2 separate regions of the Rattus norvegicus genome follow, and region 2 is linked to region 1. Evidence: chromatin contacts called from public Hi-C data. All regions are on one chromosome and are shown on one strand. The core of a region is the stretch at or near the end of the contact, and the rest is flanking DNA. Distances in the headings are between cores, read along the strand shown. Region 1 has its middle 40 kb from the start of Trnaa-agc37. Region 2 holds the start of Fzd8 (frizzled class receptor 8).

Region 1 (4,423 bases), core at 109-2,608:
GAATGGGTATTCTGCCTATCAAATGAGGTCTGTGTACCAAATGTGTGCCAGGAACCCTCAGAAGTTAGACCTGGACTTGGGTCCCCAGGGATTGCTATATGGGTGCTGGGAATCAAACCTGGGTCCTCTGGAAGAGTAGCCAGTGTTCTTAACCACTGGGTCTTTTCTCCAATTTCTGTGTCTCAATTGGTGATTAGGTTGGGAGGCTTTTAGAGTAAGTCCAATTGACATAATTCCCTGAGTTTCCTATAAAAATATTTCCTTTTTTATGATATAAATAAATATTAACTATAATCTAGTTGGTAGGATATCTAGATGGGTGGAGGGCAGCCATCATCTAGACTATTTCCTTTTGTGATCTACAACTAGCAAAGGAAAGTCACACAAAGAACAAATAAGTATATTCAGCGTGTTCCAGAATCAGAAGTAGGTCTCTCCGATCACACTACTCCACAAAAGGGGATGGGGTGAAGCTCACCTGGCTTTTTGTTTGTTTGTTTGTTTTGTTGTTGTTGTTGTTGTTGTTGTTGTTTTGGTTTGTTTTTTGCCATTTAGTCTTCTGGTTCACAGGAGACACAGACCCTGTGCAAAACAAGTAAAGCACAAGCAGATCCTGTAAGACAGTGCCCAGTCCATTGGAAAAGAGATACATGCTGACAGATCAAAGGGAACCCAGAACTGAGGGATACAAGAATAAGGAGCAGGAGGGGAAAGTTTGTCCTTCTTGTGGAGAAGACAACTCTTTTCCCTAAAGGCATGGGGTTTTGAGCAAAAGTCCAGTGAACCCAGTGTGCTAGAGTGAAAGTGGAGAGAGTATTTGAGAAAAGGCAACAGATATATGCATCGGTATGAAAAATGAAGAGGGTTTGACGCAACCAGGAAGAAATTCAGTTTCTGTTACCCCCAAATAAACAATAAGGGTCTCAGGACTGGCCATTATGGATATAAAACAGTAACCTTCAAGTACTTTGGAAGCTGCCAAGATACCCCTCTCTCTACATCCTCTCTCAATCTCTCTCTTTCTCTCACTCTCTCTCTCTCTCTCTCTCTCTCTCTCTCTCTCTGTGTGTGTGTGTGTGTGTGTGTGTGTGTGTGTGTGTGTGTGTAAGACAAACCTAGTGAAAGGAAAACATTATAAAAATGACAGAAAGGATGAATTTAAGAAAAGCGGACTGTGCACAGTGTCCGTTACTTGAGCTTCCCAGAAGTGGCTTAGGTTAATTTAAATGTTTCTAAAAATCAGCTTGGCTTTATTGGAGCCCAAGATGAAGATGTTGGCAGATTCATGGGGCCACAGCTCCAGGCTGAGGCTGACACAGAAGCAGAATGCCTCCTTTGTCGGGGGTGTCAACCTGATCTATGGCTCATTTCTTCCCCACACAGTCATTGAAAAAGAGGAATGCAGGCCACTAATTTCAGCATTTGTACTCCAAAGTTAAATTCCAGGGCAAACTCACATTCCTCAGCTGGCAGTATTCCAGATAGATTGCCCTAATCAGGAAAGCACAATTTATGCCACAAGCACTCATATGAGAGCCAATAACAGGGTAGAAACAGTCTCAAAGACACCATGTCCACTGCACTAAGCAATACTCCAGAAGTGGAACCTGGCATGGGAGTAGGAAACACAATATTAAGAGGCTACAGAAAGCACCCAGGTAAACAACCTTAGTTCAGAAGTAGCCAGGATCATGGAGGAAATATGAGAAGTCAGACATCCTGTACAAGGGTTCCTGGGGCACTGAAGCTTGTTATGGCCACAGAGAGAAGTAAACATTGCTCTTGTTCTTGCTGCAACTAGAGAAACTGCATATTCTGAGCTGAACTTAAATGATGCAAAATGAAAGAGTCCCTACCCCTTTCTTGGGTGCTCCCTGGCCACAGCTACAGCAGGAAATATTGTTACTCTTTGAGTAAATTATAGTCATAATCATCCTCCTGCCTTCTATTATACCCACTCCTCCTATCAATGCCTTTTGTTTTTACACTGTAACCTACTGTTTTAACCAGACCTAGACTCAAAGATACTGGAGCAGGTGGCTCCACTGCAGGGACCTTGTCTCTTCCAGCATGGAGACATGAACAATAGCTCTCCTGGGTATTGCAGAGCTACTAAGCCCCTCTCATATCTGTGACTGAATGTTTGCTAGCAATGTCTTGCTCAGACCTTATGTGGGTAACTGTAGCTGCTAAGAGTTCATAGTGCCTTAGCTTTGTTATTCCCATATAACAGTGTCTCAAGGCCCTCCTCTCCACTATCTGCTTCTTACCTTCTTTTCATCTGATCTTCTGTGATGTTTCCTGAGTCTTGGAAGTGGTGGTATGAGTTTTCTATTTAGTGATAAGCACTTGACAGATATTTGTTCTTAGAACTTAGGCCAGCCACAAAACTACATGAATTAAGGAGCTAATTAACAGGCCCTTTGACAACATATTTACCTAGCAAAACAGAAGTTATAGGTTTGCTACTGGTACCTAAAAACTCCCTATTACAAGCCTTTGGCCAGGTCTCACAATATCCAGTGTGAAACTCCCTCCTGCAGAGCAGGCCTTCAGTGTACACAGAAATCAGGTGGTTACTCCCATAACAGCCATACCAGTTTTATACCTGTGAGGAATTCTTGTCTGGGAAGATCTAAAGCTGAAAAAGACCGTTGCTGCCATTCCTCCACAGCTGCCTAACTGGCACTTTTTGGCACTGTGAAAGCTGGCCAGTAAGAAAGAAGCTGCTATCTCAGGTCAAACGTGGTTTCTTTTCTACCTTACTCTCTTGCAGAACCAGAAGTTTCCTTCTTCTCCTAGGCTAGCTGGTCAGCAAACCTCAGAGGTCTTTCTAGCTCTCCATCTCCAGCACAGAGATTACAACACCCCTCCACATAGTGAGTTTTTGTTTTTTTTTTTTTTGGTTCTTTTTTTCGGAGCTGGGGACCGAACCCAGGGCCTTGCGCTTCCTAGGCAAGCGCTCTACCACTAAGCTAAATCCCCAGCCACATAGTGAGTTTTTATGTGAACTTGAAACTCAGGTTCTCATGCAAGCCAAGCACACTACCAACCAAGCAAGCTCCCAACCCCGCTAACCCTGAACTCTTTCAGAAGGATTTCAAATGGCTTCTCTAAATTATTGCTTGTCTTTGAGAAAATCTTTTCCCCCAAAAGATATAACCCAAAAGCCAGTCACACACCAAAAAGTCTTGTACCCCTTCATTTTCCTTTAATAGAAACTTTCAGAGCAACTTATCCATGGGGTGCAAAGCACAACCTAGGCCACTTTGCTTAAACCAGGACCCAAAATTTAGCAGGGAAGATTGCATACCAATATCCTGTGTTTGCCTCACATAAAAATGTGTGGATATGAATATGGGAATCTGCTAAAAATGCTCCAAGCCTTCCCTTAAAGATTTACTTCATGTATGCAACTATCAAGTGTACATCAACTTAACACTAAGTCCGAGGACTGAATTATGATGTTTAGGTGTGGCAAATGCACCAGGCAGATTTGAAGGAAAGGCTCATAAGAAAAAGGGGGGGGGGGGACTCAAAATAGAAAAGCAGAGCCAGGACCAAGGGTGCAGACATTCCTTAAAATAGTGGCCTCTTGGGGTTTGTTTGTTTGTTTGTTTGTTTGTTTTTGTTTGTTTTGTTGTTGTTGGTGGTGGTGGTGGTTATTTTATTTACATTTCAAATGTTATCTCCCTCCCCAGATCCCCCTCCACAAAATAGCCCCTCCCCTCCCCTTCCCTTGCCTCTAGGAGAGTGCTCCCCAACCCGCTCACCCACTCTTGCCTCAGTGCCCTAGCATTACCCTAACCTGGGTAATCAAGCCTCCACAGGACCAAGGGTTTCCCCTCCCAATGCTGCCAGATAAGTCCATCCTCTGCTACATCTCCAGCTGGAGCCATGGGTTCTCCCCATGTGTACTCTTTGCTTGGAGGTTTAGTCCCTACGAGCTTTGGGGGAATCTGGTTGGTTGATATTTTTGTTTTTCCTATGGGGTTGAAAATCCCTTCAGCACCTACAGTCCTTGCCCTAACTTCTCCATTAGGGTCCCAGTACTCATTCCAATATTTAGCTGTGTACATCTGCATTTGAACTGGTCCTGCTCTGCCAGAGCCTCTTGGCAGACAGCTATACCAGGCTCCTGTCAGCAAGCACTTTTTGCCATCAGCAATAGTGTCTCAGTTTGGTATCTGCAGATGAGATGGATCTCTAGGTGGGGCAGTCTCTGGATGAACTTTCCTTTGGTTTCTGACCCACACTTCATCCCTGAATTTCCTTTTGACATTTTCTGTATACATTCTGGGTTGTTTCCAGCATCTGGCTATTATATTTTAAAAAGGCTGCTATGAACATAGTGGAGCATGTGTCCTTGTTGTTGGAGCATCTTTATGCCCAGGAGTGGTATAGCTGTGTCCTCAGGTAGAAC
Region 2 (4,917 bases), core at 822-3,321, 160 kb after region 1:
TCACCACTCCACTGCCAAAGAACCTGCACAGCCTAGAACGGACCTGCAGTCGCCTCTTCTCTACTCCCTGCCCAACTTTTGTTCTCCAGTTCCACTTGTTCCTGGTATGAAATCTGACAAAAAGCAAAAATCTTGAAACAAAAAGAAAGGGCGGAAGGGAAAGGAAGGGGAAGGAAGGGAAAGGGCGGAGGAGGAGAAGGAGGAAGGGTGCAGAGGAGGGGGCAGGGAGAGAGGGAGGGGGAGGGAAAAACGGAGGGAGAGAGGGAGAGGGACCGAGAGAGGGAGAGGGAAGGAGGAAGGGAGGGTGAGAGTGAGGGAGGGAGAGGGGGAGCAAGGGTGGGAGGGAGAGGCTGGCCACTGGAGTGCCTGCCACCCTAACTATCTGAAATGCTTATTCCCGAGATTACAGTAATTACAGCCGCAGCGTGAGTTCCATACAAGCGCTAAATGAAACAGCACATCAATTAAAAAATAAACACTCCATTCTAGGAGAAAGACAACCCCCTGGGAAGTCCTAACAAGCGCAAATGAACCTGCCAGGCCCTGGCCCCTCACACCCTCCTCCCTACTTAAGGTGGACGCTGAAAGGGCTGGCAGCAGCTGAACGCTCCTCTGGTTCTGGGTGTTGAGTACAGCACGCAGCCCCGCCTCTCACAGCAGAAAGGGAGGCACAGACAAAAACACATGTTAAGTTTTTATGTAGATGAGTGTGTGTATGTCTTAAAAGTAGCACGTGGGTAGGGAATGCAGTGGCAGTAGTCAGTGTGTCTTATTGGTAAGCTTATGTTTGTGTCTGAAAGGATAAACTGATCTACGTCTTTCATATATTTATGTATTTTATCCCATCCAAAAAAATCAACCTCCCAAATGACATCTGGCTTGATCACTCCCGCTTTCTAGGTAAGGAACTGAAGTGCCACAGGTCATGCGGCAATGGACACTTATGTACCACGCTCCTAGCACTCGGAAAGGGCTACCAAGCAGTCTTGGCCAAACCTGGTCATCTAGCCCCAATAGAAGTCTCACTACTATCTCACCAAGTCGCCAAGTCCGAAAAGCCCTCGTTATGAGACTACCAAGAGGAAATCTCTCCCTGAAATGCCCTAGCTCTGGATCTGGACCAGCCTTGGAGCCCTAGCTGTGCTTCCAAGACCATCTAGACCCCGCAGATATTGTCTGTGGAGCAAGAGACTGACTCAGAGAGCCCTGGAAGGTGATTCCAGAGATCTCTCCTGGGAGAGATCCCAGGAGCAGACTCGGAGAAATGCGACCAAGACCTCTGAAGCGCTGAACTCTTTGGGGACAGTCTGAGTAAATGCTCAATCCGTGTGGTCAACCCCATGGTGACCAAAAACAAACTCTCCATCCGCCCAAAGCTAGGAAAGCAGTCCCAAAACTACGGACTTCCTTAAGGAAGGCAGAGCCTTGAGAACGCAGATACTCCGCCCCGTTGCGCAGGGATTGGTGAAGCAGAAGAGGGAGGAGACCAAATGCAGGCTGTATAAATATTCATGAGCCGGCCTGGAGGCGCTAGCTGACTAAAGCCGGGAAGTTAGGCGAAGGGCGCAGCTCCTGTGGAGGAGGAGGAGGCTGGGACTACGGTGCTCAGGTGTCCCCTCTGTCTTTTGCTCTGGATTTGTTTGTCGGTCTAGCAAGAAAGCACGTCCTGCACCCTGCCCGACTGTGGCCAGAACGCGGCTCGGACTTTTGGTGGCTGCAGATGCAAGAGGACCGACGCAGGAGTGAGAAGGCGGCGGCCTGAGCAGCCGAGGGCCCGGAACTCTGGCAGTGGCGGCGCGGCCTGGAACGGACATGAACCCTCGGGGCCCGAAGAGGGGCCGCTAGGTCTGACCCGAGAGTCTAGAGGCCAGACACAGCCATCTTGACTGAAGCCAGAAAGGAAACTTGAGGCGCCCTCTGAGCCTTCGCTGCTGGGAGCCACACGAAGTGTCTGAGCTTGCAGGAGGACCTACAGGAGCTCAGGAGAATGATCCCGGGGGCCACCGCTCCGCTCCGGGAGGGCTGAGTGCGACTCAGAGGGCGCAGGACAGACCCTGTGGAATTGTGGCGCGTCTGCGGTCACCCCAGGAGAGGCGTGGGGGAGGGCCGGACGAGTCCTGCCTAGGTTTCCGACCCTGCTGCCACAGACGCTGCCTGAAAAGGAGATAAATTGTTGGCAGATTCTCCTCTCGGCAGAGAAAAGCCGGACAAGACCTTCTGGTCGCCTGCACTCCCTTTACTCAGGTTCCTCACCGTAGAGCCCTTCTGCGCGGCGCCCGGAGAAGGAGGACTTGGGGTCCCGGCGCTCAGCATGGAGTGGGGTTACCTGTTGGAAGTGACCTCGCTACTAGCCGCCTTGGCGGTGCTACAGCGCTCGAGCGGCGCTGCCGCGGCTTCGGCCAAGGAGCTGGCGTGCCAAGAGATCACAGTGCCGCTGTGCAAGGGCATCGGTTACAACTACACCTACATGCCCAACCAGTTCAACCACGACACGCAAGATGAGGCGGGCCTAGAGGTACACCAGTTCTGGCCGCTGGTGGAGATCCAGTGCTCCCCGGACCTCAAGTTCTTTCTGTGTAGCATGTACACGCCCATCTGCCTGGAGGACTACAAGAAACCTCTGCCGCCTTGCCGCTCTGTGTGTGAACGCGCCAAGGCCGGCTGCGCGCCGCTCATGCGCCAGTACGGCTTTGCCTGGCCTGACCGAATGCGCTGCGATCGGCTGCCGGAGCAGGGCAACCCCGACACTCTGTGCATGGACTACAACCGCACCGACCTCACCACGGCCGCGCCCAGCCCACCGCGCCGCCTGCCGCCGCCGCAGCCTGGCGAGCAGCCGCCCTCCGGCAGCGGCCACAGCCGCCCGCCAGGGGCCAGGCCCCCACATCGTGGCGGCAGCAGTAGGGGCAGCGGGGACACGGCGGCTGCGCCCCCCTCTCGCGGCGGGAAGGCGAGGCCCCCTGGTGGCGGCGCCGCTCCCTGCGAGCCCGGGTGCCAGTGCCGCGCGCCCATGGTGAGTGTGTCCAGCGAACGCCACCCGCTCTACAACCGCGTCAAGACCGGCCAGATCGCCAACTGTGCGCTGCCCTGCCACAACCCCTTCTTTAGCCAGGATGAGCGCGCCTTCACTGTCTTCTGGATCGGCTTGTGGTCGGTGCTCTGCTTCGTCTCCACCTTCGCCACTGTCTCTACCTTCCTCATCGATATGGAGCGCTTTAAGTACCCGGAACGGCCCATTATATTCCTCTCTGCCTGCTACCTCTTCGTGTCTGTCGGGTACCTGGTGCGCCTGGTGGCTGGACACGAGAAAGTGGCCTGCAGCGGCGGCGCGCCGGGTGCAGGAGGAGCTGGGGGTGCTGGCGGCGCGGCGACCGCTGGCGCGGGGGCGGCGGGAGCGGGGGCGAGCAGCCCGGGCGCGCGCGGCGAGTACGAGGAGCTGGGTGCAGTGGAGCAGCACGTGCGCTATGAGACCACTGGCCCCGCGCTGTGCACGGTAGTCTTCCTCCTTGTCTACTTTTTTGGCATGGCTAGCTCCATCTGGTGGGTAATCCTGTCTCTCACGTGGTTCTTGGCGGCTGGTATGAAATGGGGCAACGAGGCCATAGCAGGCTACTCGCAATACTTCCACCTTGCCGCGTGGCTCGTGCCCAGCGTCAAGTCCATAGCGGTGCTGGCGCTCAGCTCCGTGGACGGCGACCCGGTGGCGGGCATCTGCTACGTGGGCAACCAGAGCCTTGACAACCTACGCGGCTTTGTACTGGCGCCACTGGTCATCTACCTCTTCATTGGGACTATGTTTCTGTTAGCTGGCTTCGTGTCGCTGTTCCGAATCCGCTCAGTCATCAAGCAACAAGGAGGCCCAACCAAGACTCACAAGCTAGAAAAGCTCATGATCCGCTTGGGCCTCTTCACCGTGCTCTACACGGTGCCCGCCGCCGTCGTTGTCGCCTGCCTTTTCTATGAGCAGCACAACCGACCGCGCTGGGAGGCCACGCACAACTGCCCATGCCTTCGCGACCTGCAGCCAGACCAGGCTCGCAGGCCCGACTACGCGGTCTTCATGCTCAAGTACTTCATGTGCCTAGTGGTGGGCATCACATCAGGCGTGTGGGTCTGGTCCGGCAAGACTCTGGAGTCCTGGCGTGCGTTGTGTACTCGCTGCTGCTGGGCCAGCAAGGGCGCTGCAGTTGGCGCGGGCGCCGGAGGCAGCGGCCCTGGGGGCGGTGGCCCCGGGCCCGGTGGGGGTGGGGGGCACGGCGGAGGTGGGGGATCCCTCTACAGCGACGTCAGCACCGGCCTGACGTGGCGGTCTGGCACGGCCAGCTCTGTATCTTACCCTAAGCAAATGCCATTGTCCCAAGTCTGAACCCTGAACGGAAGCCCAGAAGGGGCGGAGAGGGGTGGGGGATGGAGAACCCGAGGGCGGCGAAGGGACCCCAGATCGGCCGGGGTTCCCACCCCTTCACCGTGTTGACTGCTATTAGCATGATAATGAACTCTTAATGGTATCCATTAGCCACAGGGACTTAAATGATTCCCTTAGAACAAAGTACCTGGCATTGAAGCCTCCCAGACCTAGCCCCTCCCCTCCGATGCTCCGGAGCGCCTACCCTAGACAATGGTTTCAGTGGGCTAGCATAGTTGGAACCCTCCTGGATACCCTGGATGAGTCTTGAGGTAATACCACTACAAACTTCACCCAAGGGACTGCTTCACCCTCGACTTCTTCAGCATAAATTCAACCCTTCATACATCCTAGAGGAGGGACAACTGCTACCTTGTGGGACTGCACGGTTTGGGTATTCTTAATGACCAGGCAGATGCCTTAAATAAACAATAAATGTCTTAATTATACACCCCAAGTAAATACGGGTTTCTTACATTAAAGGATGTATTTATATAATTATTTGTTAAGTT

What was found. Hi-C and Micro-C count contacts between places; a contact is called where the count stands out from the background.
Region 2: a contact with region 1 is called in a Hi-C map of Schwann cells, with 5 times the contacts expected there. The contact joins the promoter of Fzd8 here to the enhancer-like site in region 1. A contact is called at or near these places in 3 of 12 Hi-C or Micro-C datasets (the A7r5 cell line, Schwann cells and liver).

Annotation. Positions count from the first base shown.
Region 1 is chr17:61,850,818-61,855,240 of GRCr8, forward strand. No RefSeq gene overlaps it. Among named protein-coding and RNA genes, the nearest start is that of Trnaa-agc37, 40 kb to the right of the region's middle. Within about 2 kb of position 1,359, at least 2 of the 93 cell types and tissues checked have an H3K27ac peak or open chromatin away from gene starts, as enhancers often do. A contact at or near this core is called in Schwann cells, where this site is marked.
Region 2 is chr17:62,007,923-62,012,839 of GRCr8, forward strand. Fzd8 (frizzled class receptor 8) reads left to right here and starts at 2,072. Exons shown (of 1, transcript NM_001044251.2): 1 at 2,072-4,917. The coding sequence starts at 2,312. The coding sequence ends at 4,366.